Regions from separate parts of the Urocitellus parryii genome. Here region 2 is linked to region 1. Evidence: chromatin contacts called from public Hi-C data. All regions are on one chromosome and are shown on one strand. Each heading gives the region's core, a stretch centred on a gene start, on an enhancer-like site or on the middle of the called end of the contact. The rest is flanking DNA. Distances are from core to core; before and after follow the strand shown.

Region 1 (7,105 bases), core at 419-2,918:
TACACACATTTTGTAAAATTTTATGCAGTTTTTTGCCAAACAATTTGAGAGTAAATTTATTATTTGTTTTAATCCATAGCAGAAATGAGTATCAAAATTGTACTACCATTGGTACGACTAGTATCAAATCTGTGATATTTGAGGGTTTTTGCTTGTTTGGGTTCTTTTTATGCCCAGAATATATACCACAAGAAAGGTATACTTGTAAGTTGAGTACCCTTAGTTTGAAAATCCCAAATCCAAAATGCTCCCAAATCTGAAACCTTTTGAGTGCCAAAAAGACATCGCAAGTAGAAAATTCCACAACTGACCTAGTGTGATAGGTCATAGTCAAAAATGCAGGTGCACTAAAAATACTGTATAAAATTATCTTCATGTTATGTGTAAAGGTATATATTAAATAGAAATAAGTTTTATGCTTAAACTTGCATTCCGTCCCTAAAATACCTCATTATATACAAGGAAATATTTCAAATCTAAAATGCTTCTGGCCTCAAGTATTTCAAAAAAGGGATACTGAACATGTGCTGTTAAACAACACTAAACAACACTTCTGAATAGGTCTAAAGAACTTTGAATAACAGTGATTTCTGATCCTTGTAAAGCTTTAGATTATCATCTTTTTCAAACTGATGAAATCCTTTTCTATTTTTAGTGGCATGTTTTCTATTCCTTTGTGACTGTTTTCTGTTATTTAGTGATAGAGAAAAAAACAAAATGGCTGGAAATGTACATCCTAAGACCAGCAAGGCAAAGCAAATTTAAGTGGATTGCTACGACCTATGAATATCTAATCATCTGCACTTACCAATATCTAAGCCTTTAAAGTATGATGCCATCTAAGTATCATCCCAGAATATATGTATTAAATGCCATGTACCCTAAAACACTCAAACACAAAACGCAAATAGTTCACCCAGTAGCATATTTCCATGCAAACATTTGAAACCTTTTATGACTAAAGAAAGCAAAAAATATATAAGCAAGTGTTAATACTGTGCACATTTCTAATACATCTTAGGCATTTGTGGAAATAGGAAAAATCCAGGAAAATCTGAGGCTACTTTTAATCAGGTAGGATACAATAAAAGTGAAATAATGCAGTATCTCATTTGACCAACACATTTTGTTTATTGTTTTCTCTTTGACCTATGGTGGGTGGAGTTTTTCCTAAGGCAGCAGCTATACTTCTATTTTATTTAGTAGTCCTTCAGTTTTCTTTAAATGTGAAAGAAAATAGTTATATAATCTGATGGCAAATTTTTAAGTCCCGCCCGAGACTTAAAAATTTGCATTTCCACTAAAGTCCCAGGTGATGCTGATGCTGCGGACTCAGGGACTACACTCTGAAAACTAACCACTAGTATAAAAGCTGCATTAAATTCCACCATAGCTAGCTTAAGAAGGCAGTCAGAAAGAGCCTAACAGGACACGCTTCACGATGAAAATCTAATGACTACCCACTCAAAGCCGGAACTTAGGAATGAAGACCCTATACACTGCGTCCGGCGCAGCCCGGTTACGCCATTTCCTTCCTATTAAGCCCCGCCTACTTCACCTCCCTAGCGAGAGCAAGCTTGACCGTCTAGAGGGCGCCAGGAACCCTGTGAGTCGAGTGACATCTCGCGATGTTTTTTCATATCTCGCGAGACTTTGTTTGCCTTGTCTTTTCCTCCTTCCAGCGCCCGGTTTTCCTTCCCCTCCCCCTCGCCACCGACGGAGTTCTTCCTTTAGAGACCGGGTTGCCCTGTTGTCGTCGCGAAGATTTTTTTCCTACTGCTACAGCCTCTGCCGCCACCGCCGCCACTGGGCTCATTTCCCCGACCCCTTCCCGCCGCCCCATCCCCAACCCCACACAAGGTAACAAATCCTGTGAGGGAGCGTCAGGCCTCGCCGGGCCTTGGTCCCCCCAGAGTTGGAGCAGAGGCCCAAGACCGAGGAGCCAACCTCACAGGAGAGGTCTGGGCGTGGGCTGTCGGGTAGGAGCCCCAGCTCCTCTCCCACCCAGAGTTGATCGTGAGCGGCCCCGGCCTGCGCTGGGGCCTCTTTTTAAAAGGGCGAACACGGCCAGACTGGGGCGGCCGTCGGCTGGGGTAGGGACGCCCGCGCGGTTCTGCAAAGCCTCGGACGGCCGATGTTTAGGTTTCCAGGCCTGAAACAATCGACAAAGTTGTGGCGGGCTTAAAGGTGTTGGGTGACTGGCACCTGAGCTGCCTGGCTTGCTTTAACCCTTTAGGGCCTTTTCAGATTCCAGGCTTTCGCTGGACGGGAATTTAAGAAAGCCCCATACGATTGCTTACAAATCATCAAGGAAGGGTTCATTCATATCTTGTTTGCTGGAGAATGTGCGAGCTACGTTTGGCAAATGGCAACGTTTCTGGGAATGCCTACATGCGAGAGTATTTTTGTTTTTGTTTTGAGGCGCTGGGGATCGAACCTAGGGCCTTGTGCATGCTCTAGCGCTGAGCTACATCCTCAGCCCAGCGGAATATTTGTGTTGCTACTTAAGAAAATGAATCGACAACTGCATATTTAAGTTGACTGAGTGAAAGATTTTTATTCTGGAGAAGAACTTCTACATACATGCTTAATTGATTTGTTCAAGTAAAGAGAGTTATTTGTGTAGATAACTGGGAATCAGTTTTATTTCGCCGTGGATGTATTCTTTCATGCTTAAGGATATGATAATAACCTTAATTATTGAGCTGGTCACAGTGCTTTCCTATAATAAGAGTTAAGAAAAATAAAGAAGTTTTTCTTCTTATCCCATGCTTTTTCAACCTTTTTAAATGGAATTGAACTGACATGTTCTGCAATCTTCAGAATATGTTACCTTGAAGTTTGTGATTTAGCTCAAGTCTAAAGTAAGAGTAAAAATAATGGTGATAAATATAAGCTGCAGGAGTACTTTGGATTAAAACTGGCTGATTCAGGCAGTTTAAGGAAATATTTTTTGTGCTTTGATATTTGACTTAGGTTTCATGGTCTTAACCTCTTTATTTTCCCCAGATGTCAGAGGATCTAGCAAAACAGCTGGCAAGCTACAAAGCTCAACTCCAGCAAGTAGAAGCTGCATTATCTGGAAATGGAGAAAATGAAGATTTGCTAAAATTGAAGAAAGATTTACAAGTAAGTACGAGTTAACAATTGTAGTTAACATTGCTTGAAAGAAATTTCTGTGGCTTTCAATTGATCTATTTTTTTAGAATCCATAGGTACTCAAAATACCCTTGGAGCAGGTTCCCCTCCTATGTGTGTACACATATGTGTAGGCACTGAGGCTTGTAGAGAAATATGGTTACTTCCTCAATTTATATGCATCAAAAAGAATAAACATTGTTTTTAATTAGGTAAATCTTGTGTGCTCATAGGATTTCTTAAAAATTAGTTGATTTTGAAAGTGTCAGACTTTCAACAGAAGAAACTTTACAAAGGAATTTGCTTTTATTTTTCAAGTTTTGGCAAAGAAATTGAGTTCAAAAGGTAACTTAAGATTAAAAAAAAAGAAAATATAATCAGATTAAAATTTTTTTTAGTGATATAATATTGAGAGTGAAACATTTAATAACTTTTTATTTCATTGCTAGTGGATTACACCTTATATTAAAAACACATCATTAAGATATCCCAAAGAGATACATGTTTTTGGTATTAATGTTAGTTAGGTGTTTGAACTTAAGACTAGGTTTTATAGTGTAGTTTTGACCTTTGTCAAGTTGAGTTCTTAATTTATTATGGGATAGTTAAGTAAGTATAACATTTTTAAACCTGCAGTGGGTTTCAAGACAAACATAAAAGCATGATAGTAAATACTTGTTGTTTCTCAGACACCAGGTTAAGAAAAGTACCATATGTAATTTGTAAATACTAGTATTATAACTTTTCATCTTAAGAACTTCCTTAAAATTCTGAACCTGATTTTTTAAAGTTTTCAGGGGGTTTTGATTAGATGATCTCTATACTGGTTCTATATCCTGTCTAATTAATCTGTCCCTTTATCATCCTGTTACCCACTAAATCTTAAATTTTAGGGATTTTATAACTGAAAATGAGTGAAACTTTTCTGAATTGGGGTCTATGTTTTAGATTCTGAAAGAGGTTATCCAGGCATAAAATGAATGAATATTTTCAAATTCAGTTCTAGATTTAGGATAAACTTGCAAGTGTATGTTGTTTTAAAAAATATAGAAAATATCTGGAATAATTTCAGTTCAAACAGAATCCTTCATAGAAGCCAGGCGTGTGGATTGTAGGGCCTACTCCAAGGCCCTTATGTAAAAATAACCTGGTGGTTTGCTCCTGTCCATTCAGTGAATTACTCACGTGTTCTGTGAGTATGCATTGCAGATATAACAAAAGCAAACTGACCTCTTTTCGACTTCAAGTATTGTTTTTTTTTTTTTTTCTTGCCTCAAAGAGATGCTCAGTCTACTTTACCAACTTAAAAGCAGTCCTTTTTTCTTTGAAGAAAAGAAAACATTGTGTGCAATGTTGTATTGTACCCTGCTTCCTGGGCAATGGGAGGAAAGATGTGGAACTGGTGGAAGGGAAATTGGGAATGGAGTTTAAAACAGGATTATTATCAGGTCTTTTTAATATTTCTAGAGTAAATTATCTTTTAGGCTCTGGGCACAAATGTCTTAATATGACACAGTTTATAGCAGTAGATACTGTAGGGAGAAACCACTATAGTAGACATTGTAGTGAGTACATAAAAGACTTATCTAGGGTTCGGTTAATGACTTGGGAATTGTTTTTCTATAAAATATCCTCTTTTTATGCTGACCTGGTGGTGCTATAGGCCTGTAGTTTGATCTACTCGGAAAGCTGAAGCAGGAGAATCACTTGAGCCCAGTAGTTCGAGGGCATTCTGGGAAACATTGAAAGGCCCTTTCTCAAAAACAAAAAGACAATAAAAATATTGTGTAACTATTTAGAACAGCACTGTCCAGTAGACCTTTCTGTGATCGTGGAAATATTCTGTGTTTGATATTCAGTACCATAGCCACTGGACACATATGGCTATTAAATATTTGAAATACAGCTAGGGTAATTGAGGGGCTGAATTTTTAATTTTACTCAATTAATGACTACATATGGAATGGCACAGATTTAGAAGTTTAAGTGCTAATCCTTCAGATAGTGATAAATTGGAATGTTTTAACTAACCAGTCTTGATGAGTTATTTTTATTATTCTCATGATGAGTAAAAAATTTGATTTTGATTATTAGATAGAGGCCTGTTTTGAACTGAAACTACTCAAAGATGGAAAGCATCTTTTAATATTTAGATAAAATTCTGAATGGTGTGTGGATATATGTTTCCACCTAGTAGTTGTTGTCTTCTTTGAGACTATAGTTATAGCTTCTGTTCTGCAATGTTTTTTTTCCCCCTTTTCTGCTTTCTGCAATGTATCTTGTGCCATTAGTATTCAATACTGCTTATCACCTTTAATGAAAAGCTTGTTCAGATTGATTATTAAGTCTCTGGCTTTATCATTTACATGTTTTTGGATCATCATATGTTTTTAATTTCTTATGTTCTTATGGAATCATATCCTGATTCTTAATTTATTTGCCCTTTGATTTATGATAAAACATTCTTTCTGAACTTTTTTCAGTGACATATTTTTCCAGTAAGGTTTCCATATTTATCTCTTTTATTGTCTTTCATAGTGTAGTTATTCAGCAGGCAGCAAATTAATCTACTGAAGTTCTATCAGCCTTTCTTTTCACTTAAAAGATAAAATAGGTATATTAAAATTCGGGCTAGCCAGCTGATTAGCTCCCCAGGCAGTGTATGATAATCACAAAAATAGTCAATTTATTAGGCTGTTTTGCTGAATAAACTGGTTCTAAAGGAGGCAGGGGTCAAGTCACTTGTCTCATATATTACAGTGGCTCTCTGCATCCCCGAAACGCCTTCCTTCAGTAAGCAGAGTGCTTGAGTGCACCCCCTTTGACCTGCTGATATGTAGATCACAACACCTGATGCTTCCTGGAATTGCCGATTACTGTAACTGCTGCCCATCTGTCATTGAAGGAGCAGTTTCAAAACTTGGGGGAGGAAAAGTAATTAATGGTATGTACCTTCAAGAACCCCCTCATACGTAAAATAGTTTTCTGATACTTTCGTCCATATGCACATGTGAAGAAAACAAAAAATTAGAAAGCTCTTCATAGTTTGTTGGGAAGTATATATAAAACCATGGCAAAGTCAGTTACAGGACATTAGGGGTAAATGCTCTGGATTTTGTTTTTGTTGAAAAGGGGTCATTTCAGAGCAAAGCTCTGAACATGCACAGCTTTTTAGGACCATTTTCTTTAAAAATATCTTTTCTTATGAGTATAGTGGGAAAATGTTCTGTCTGAAAAGATAATAGAGTTCTAACTATGAGATGTACAAATGAAAAATTTGTGTTTGAGCTTCAATGGTTAAACCATCCATAGGAGGATGTGGAAGTATTTAATGATAGAAGTATTATAGGCTCTTGAGTCAGGTTTATTGGATTATATCCTTGGCTTTAAAAGGGGTTAACTAAAAACAAGACTGGGTAATTTACTCTCTTCTGTGTACTACTTTATGTGGAACTTCTTTGCTTTATTTGCAAAGGACTGTCTAATTAAAAAGTATTCAAGAGGCTGGGGTTATGGCTCAGTGGCAGAGCACTTGCCTGGCATGTGTGAAGCGCTGGGTTTGATCCTCAGCATCTCATAAAAATAAATAAAATAAAGATAATGTGTCCATCTACAAGTAGGTGGGGAGAAAGGTATTTGAGGACTGGTGCTATAGCTCAATGGTAGAGTACTTACCTAGTATGCACAAGACCTCCAGTATCACCAAAAAACGTCATGTCCTATCTTTAGGGACTATGCAAAAGGAAAAAAAAAGTGTTCAAATAACTATTGGCAGCTAATAAAACTTAGAGGTGCTACTGTACTAAATCTATAACTTAAGTCTGACTCTTCTAGTTCTTTAATCCACAAAATCAGCCTTTCTCCAAAGGCTTACTATTTCTTTCTTTTTTTTTTTTTTTTAGACCCAAATATTAGGTTTTCAAAAGTAGCCAGTAAGTTTTAAAAACTTTAGGAAAGAGCTAATATT
Region 2 (7,121 bases), core at 4,136-6,635, 210 kb before region 1:
TAAACAAACAGAAAATGTTAATAGATGGATCCAGGTAAGGGAAAATACGTGAGTATTCTCTTTACTGGTTCTTTTTTTTTAATTGGTACCAGGGATTAAACCTAGGAGTGCTTAACCACTGAGCCACATCCCCACAACCTCTTTTTTTTTTTTTTTTTTTTTTAATTTTGAGATAGGGTCTTGCTAAATTGCTTAGGCCTCACTAAATTGCTGAGGCTGGCTTTGAACTTTAATCCTCCTGCCTCAGTTTCCCAACATGCTGGGATACAAGAATCTTTACTGTTCTTAATGAGACAAATTTTCTATAAACTTGAAATTATTTCTACCTAAAGGTCAAAAAGAATTTATCATTAAACGAGTACAGTTTAGAACAATCCATCCACAAATAACTGAAAATTTTTAAATTTTCCTGTAAGAATTATTCCTACTCACAGATGAAACACCATTTAGCCATTTTAAAGGATGTTGATTATTCAATGATAAGGAAAGATATACAAGATTTATTCTGAAGAGGGAAAAAGCAGAATGCCAACATATTACATGAATCCATTTTTATTTAAAAAGTCATGCTTACAGATTTACACAAAAACTTGAGGGATAATGAGGCAGACCCAGTTTATATGTGCCTTCAGATTTACATGCGACAGCCTACGCCTTGGCTGACAAAAGTTCAGTCTCCTAATACCTTTGGTTGTTTCAGACTATGCTGGAAGTGCATGCAGGTCAGGCCTGTGAAGATTCAAAGGAGGATTTAACTCCTTGACTGCTTCAGGTGGGTGAGTTGCCAGAGCAACACAATCCAAAAGCATAGAGGAATTAATATTCTACACAGTAAACTTTGACCAGTGAAAGGCAGGCACCACCTATCAAATCTCTCAAATCTCTTTACTACCTTCTTCCATCTGACCTTTCTAAAACATGTTGAGTCCATAATGTCTGGCTAGATGTTATCCAACATAATCAAATCCAATAGTGTCTTCTTTATAAAGCTGTGTCCAGTTTTTCCCCTCATTCCCGCACTCAGACCACAACTCCCATAAAAGCCTTAGCAGCTAAGCTAGCCTGTTTCCTTTTTTCTAGGAAACAAGGGCTAATACAAGTATAGGTTAACTATAATCCCAGCTATCATGAGGCTGAGGCAGGAGGATTAACAGTTCCAGGCCAGCCTGGGCAACATAGTAAGACCCTGTCTCAAAATAAAGTAAAACGGGTTCAGGGAAGACTGGAGGATTTAGCTAAGTGGCAGAACACTTACCTAGCATGCTCAAGGCCCTGGGTTAGGCCCTCAGCCCTGGGCAGGGAAAAAAGGGGTAGGGTATAGCTCAGTGGTGGAGCACTTGCCTATAGTAAGTGTGATGCCGGTGGTCCAATCTCTAATATATGGGGGTGGAGTGATTATCTTTGGGTAGAATTTCAATTTTTCTTCCTTTACCTTTTAGGCTTTCTTATAATATCCTATATTAACAAGAATTTTTTGTTAAAAGGCAAGGGGGAAAAAACACTACCTTAAAAAGGTGTATACACTCATCCCTCATATCCACAAGAAACTGATTTCAGGACCTCTCTCTATATATACACCTCTTTCTCCCCCTCTCTCATACCAAAATCCAAGGATACACAAGTCCATTATATAAAATAGAAACAGTATTTGTATATAACCAAAACAATCCTTTTGTTGTAACTTTTGCCAGTAAATGCAATGTAAAGTTAAAATGTATTCTTTAGGGATTAATGACAAGAAAAGGCCTGCACCTGTTCAACAGAGAAAATTTTCTCTAATATTTTCAAGCTACATTTGGTTGACTTTGAGGACTAGGAACAAGCAGATAGGGAAGGCTGGCTGTACCTGGTGTGTGTGTGTGTGTGTGTGTGTGTGTGTATATATATATATATATATATATATATATATATATCTATCAAACATTCAAACATCAGCATAAGAGATACTTGCTTTTGAATTTTTTTTAAGGGTCAAAGGCATTAAACAATCAAAGTGGTTTGCTCTCCCCAGGTAGTTTGTTTAATGTCAATCTCAATACATACTACTTTTGGTCTTTCTTACATTATTAAGGTACCTGTTTTGAAACATGTCTAACCAATAGTCACCTTAAGTTTTAGTTAAAACAAAGCAAAGAAAAATTTTTAGACTATCAATCCTAACATTGCAATCAAAGCTGCAAAATAGCTGCCTAATAACTAACATCTAAGACATTTGATATATCAGACCTTACAGATAAATAATATAATCATTCTAGATAATGGTCATCACTTTACAGATCATTTATAAAATTTTACAACTAAAACATTGATATTTATTAACTTGCTAAATTAAAGAAATAATATTAATCTAGTAACTGTTATTTTTTTCTCCATTTCTTTAGATTTTCTGATTGAAGAAAATCAAAAGCACCTGTAAAAAAATGTAAGCAAAACCCCAGTACAATAAAACTACTGTTTTAAGGCACATCAAATTAACAGTCTTTAGTAGCTACAGCACAAAAAGAAAAATGTTTTCTTTAATCTCAACTATGAGATTGCAATTGATGTATCAAGGCTAAGAATAACTTGTCTTCAATTTTATTTGAGATGAGATCTCAAATGTTGCCCAGGTTGCTCTCAAACTTGTGTGTTCAAGCAATCCTCCCTCCTTAGTCTCCCAAGCTAAGACTACACATGCGCAGACTAGCAGACTACAGATGCCTGGTTTTTATTATTTTATAAAAAAGTAAAGTATGATTGTCTTAAGGGAGTCTTCTATGAATACTGGTATTCAATATTTCCATTTTACTGATTTTTATAAGCCTCGCTTGCACTATAAACTGAGTTGTGTGCAACTAAAATTCATGTTGACACCTTAAACCCCAATAAGATGGCATTTAGAGATGGAGGCCTTTTCAAGATAAGAGTTAGATGAAGTCATGAGGGTGGGGGCCATGGAAGCACACAGAAAAATGTCAGTCTACAAGCCAGGAGGGAATCATCACTAGAATCTAATCACAATCACCAACTTCTAACCTATAGAACTGTAAGAAAGTAAATCTGTTATTTAAACCTCCGCTCTATTTTGCTGCCCTAGCAAACTAATATACCTAGTAATGAGAACACTATACTGCAGAACTGTGTCAACAGCATAGCAGTCTGATTTTTCAAGAGTCCAAAAGTACTCATTTAATCTTTTGTTTAAACAATCCAGCAGAATGCCAGAATGCCAGAAACTTAAAGCTATTAGATTGTAATAGCAATCTGAACATTATAATCTGAAGAATCTACAATTAAATATTGTTATGGCAACCACCATTTTTCTTTTATCCTCACATTTCATTTTACCAATAGCCCTGTGAGACAGGTATATTCACTTTATAAATGAGAAAACTAAAACTTCTCAAATAACTAGTTTGAAAAAGAGTTATGTGCCAGAACTGAGATATGAACCACATTCTATTAACACTCCAAAATTTATGCTGCTCTTCCGCACAAGCTACGTGGTCTTAAGCACTGATAATGAAAAAAATAAATAATCAACACCTTTAAAACAAAGCAATAGTGAGCACTTAAACTAAGAGGTGATAAATCAAGAATACAAATCAAATGCTAAGTTAAGTGTCCTTCACTATAAACTTAAAGCTATTAGAACACTATCTCACACATACTAAGAGTATCAAGTAAAAATGAGTACTTTTTTGTAATGCTGGGGGATCAAACCCAGGGCCTCACATATACACAATAGGCAAGCACTCTACCACTGAGCTACATCTCCAGTCTTCCAAATGAGTAACTTACAACTGACTTATCCAAATACTTTTAAATTTATAAAACAAGTAATTCATCAGTATGAACAAAAGACAAAAGTAGCCTGCAAGATGGCATAGGCCTGTTATCCTAGAGGTTCAGTAGGCTGAGACAGGAGAATCACAAGTCAAGGTCAGCCTCAACAATTTAGCAAAGCCCTAGCAATTTATTAAGACCCTGTTTCAATAATAAAAACGGGTGAGGATGTGGTTCAGTGATAAAGCACCCTGGGTTCAATCCCTTGATACCCACTCAAAAATAATTTCAAGAGAAACAGACATACAAAATTGGTTTAACATTCAAAGACAACAGATGAACAACACATACATACATCTCTATAACCTGATCTAGTAAATGAGGAGCACTTACCAATAACATTATGTTTTGAACTGAAGGGATCTACAATTGTTTGATCTCTGTAACTTCGAAAACCCTGGATAATCACCTAGTAAATAAGAGATACTTTTGAGAACACACAAAAAGAACTTCTAAATCACCACCTTTCTTTTACATTTCTTTCCCTTCTTGTTTTTCATTTAATGCAAGATAGAAAACTTTCAAATTCACGTAAGAAAAAAAATTTTGGAACGTGGAAATTAAAAATCGGCTAAACACCGTCCTTAGGTCAGTGAGCTCCGCCAACTCAGTGTTGATTTTTTAGTAGTTATAGTCAGTAACCTGTTAAGAAACTCTCAAAATCAAGTGCACCGTACAAAGTTAATGGGAACACTGAACACCGTAGCGCAACAGTAAAAGTCCATCCACGGCCGGCAGGTCCCAGCTCTCCGCGACCAGGGAGAGCTCCTTCGAGACACAATCGCCAGCCCAAAGGGGTCAGCGTTCCAAGGAGGAGTGCTTGGAGTGAGGCGTATCCAATAGAAACACGTCCCCAAAACTGCGTGCAGGGGCTCATCTTTGCAGTGGACTGACGCGCGCGCGGGAAGAACATTTTGACAGAAGTAAACAAGTGAATGAAGAGGCGCTCGGGGGAGGATCCGGGGAGGAGGATCCCTTTCACTGCTCATAAATCCTGCCGGGAAAACCCCCTGATCACAGCTGGCACTCCAGCCGGCGCCTCAAGGGGCGGCCCGGGAGGCCACCTAGCCACACACCTCCCGCAAACGGCCGGTGCCCGGCCATCCCCGGCAGCACAGCCTCTGGCGCCCGCCGCCTCCGCCGCGGCCCAGCGCCGCCCGGAAAGGCCCGGCCCCTTCCAGCTGCGCGCCGGCCGCCCCCTCCACACCTCTTGGAGATCCTGCCTCCCAGATGAGCACCCCGCGGGGAGGCCCGGGCTGAAGAGAGGCGCCCCATTTCTCGGCGGAGATGGGGTCCCTTCCTCCTCCACTCGCTCTGGTACACCTCAGAGGGAGAGAGAAGAGGCCGCGGGGCCATCGGCGACACCCCCGCCTCAAGGAGTGGTCCTCACCCGCCCGTGGGAGGGTGGGAGGGTCTCGCAGGCCTTACCTGCTTTATGTACATGGCTCCGCGCCCCTACCCGGGAGAGGGTCTCCCCCCACCAGAGCAGCAACCGGAGACTGCTGGGTCAGTCAGGTGAGGAGCCTCCGAGACCCCTCCCCCAAAGCGCCGCTCGCTCCCCTCCAGCCAAACAAAATGGCGGCGCCCTTGGAGGCGGTGCCCGCGCCTGGGACGGAACCACTCTCAGAATCCCACCGAGTATAGGGGGAGTCAGTTTCAGGCCCGCTCTCTCTTTTTGGAAAAATCACAGTATTATACCACCCTCTTAGGTGACTACCATTGAATTTTGAAATTCGAATCTGAATATTTCCTGTAACTCCGTTGGAAGTTTCATTCCAAGAAGTCTTGATCGGAGGTTGGCTATATTCTCTCCTTTTGTGTAGCCAATGGTCGCGTCCCCGAGAGGGTAAGGGTTCGGCGCCAAAGCCAAGTGTGAGACTCCGAGGGCCAATAGCAAAGCGCATTGGAGGTCACGTGGTCCCGGTTTGTTTAAAAAAGCGGACCCTTGAAGCCCAAGCCAGTTCTCCAACCTTATGAATGTAGGTGAATGCTGGAGTTCTGAGTGCGGAATATATGCTGTTCTGTGTGTGGAATTTCTGCAGTTCCATTATTCTTTCTGGCTCTAGAAACGCCCATGGTCCCCAGACTCCCCCAGAAAGGCCCCCTCGCAGGACAGCCCCTAAAGGACTGGCCAGTGCTAGCAAATTTTGTTTCAGTAAATGTGATAATTAATACCCAGGGAATTGTTGCTGCCTTGCCTTGTACTATAAATCTAGAAAGGACCAGTACAGTGACAACAGAAAGATTTAGGTTAAACGCTGGGGTTTTTGTTTTGTTTTTAATGTTTTAGTTGTAGATGGACACAATAGCTTTATTTATTTTTATATGGTGCTAAAGATGGAACCCAGCGCCTCACGAGTGCGAGGTGGGCACTCTACTACTGAGCTACAGCCTCAGCTCTTGTTTTTATTTTTAACAGCCTAAAAGAGAATAGGTACTAGTGAAGATCTTAAGTCTTGATAGAAAAACTAATTACTTGTTTAGAAATTGGATTTCTGGACAGCCCTAAAATAACATGCTGGAAAGAGAAGGAAAAGGAAAAAACCTACCCTGTTGTGAAAACTAACCAAGTTGGTCTTGACCACCCATTCAGTTGCTTGAGGCAGTTCTGGCCCACTTTTATTTCTAGATTGAGCTATTATTAGCTTCCACCTCTGTTAGTATCTCCGCTAGTAACCTTTATTTGAAGCTCAAATCAAATCCTTTCCAGCCCTTGGCAAAAAAAAAAAAAAAAAAAAGTTCCAAAATAAAACATCCTGTGTAAACATTTTATTTTGTCTTTTAATCCTGTCAGTTTGTGGGATTTTTGACATGTTATTTAAAGTTTTAAGCCTCCAATTCCTAGTCTTCAAAATGAGGATATGTGAGGATGGCCTTAGGCCTGATCCTAAACAACTCCATCACCAGGCACACTAATGGAGCCCTCCAGTATGGTTCTCAGACACAAACAAGTCAATTCCCCCCACCCTGATAAATTCAGTGTGAAGCCTCTGGCAGGCTGTCCTTGCCTGCTAAGAGGGAAAGGTGAAAAGATTGGGATGGGGACCACCAGACCAGATGTTTTAACTCCAGGGTAAATGATGTTACTGAGAAATCTGGTGGTAGCTGATAAGGACTGAAAGGGGGGTCAAAAGCCCCTAGAGTTAGTATAAATAATAGAGCAAATGAACATTCAGCCAGCCAATACTGATGCACACAAGCTGGAGAGCCTGATGAGGACCTGGACTGACATCCCAACTCTTCTTCTCTGCTTGAACCTCTGCATTTTCTCACCTCTCTCAAACTCTACAGCCACA

Evidence for each region. A called contact is a pair of places that touch in the nucleus more often than the background predicts.
Region 2: a contact with region 1 is called in a Hi-C map of muscle, with 4 times the contacts expected there. The contact joins the promoter of Smc3 here to the promoter of Smndc1 in region 1. A contact is called at or near these places in 2 of 2 Hi-C or Micro-C datasets (liver and muscle).

The regions. Positions count from the first base shown.
Region 1 is chr5:192,791,814-192,798,918 of mUroPar1.hap1, reverse strand. It overlaps Smndc1 (survival motor neuron domain containing 1), which reads left to right and starts at 1,668. Exons shown (of 6, transcript XM_026389091.2): 1 at 1,668-1,860; 2 at 3,010-3,129. The coding sequence starts at 3,010.
Region 2 is chr5:193,008,718-193,015,838 of mUroPar1.hap1, reverse strand. It overlaps Smc3 (structural maintenance of chromosomes 3), which reads right to left and starts at 5,385. Exons shown (of 29, transcript XM_026389201.2): 1 at 5,254-5,385; 2 at 4,159-4,234. The coding sequence starts at 5,268.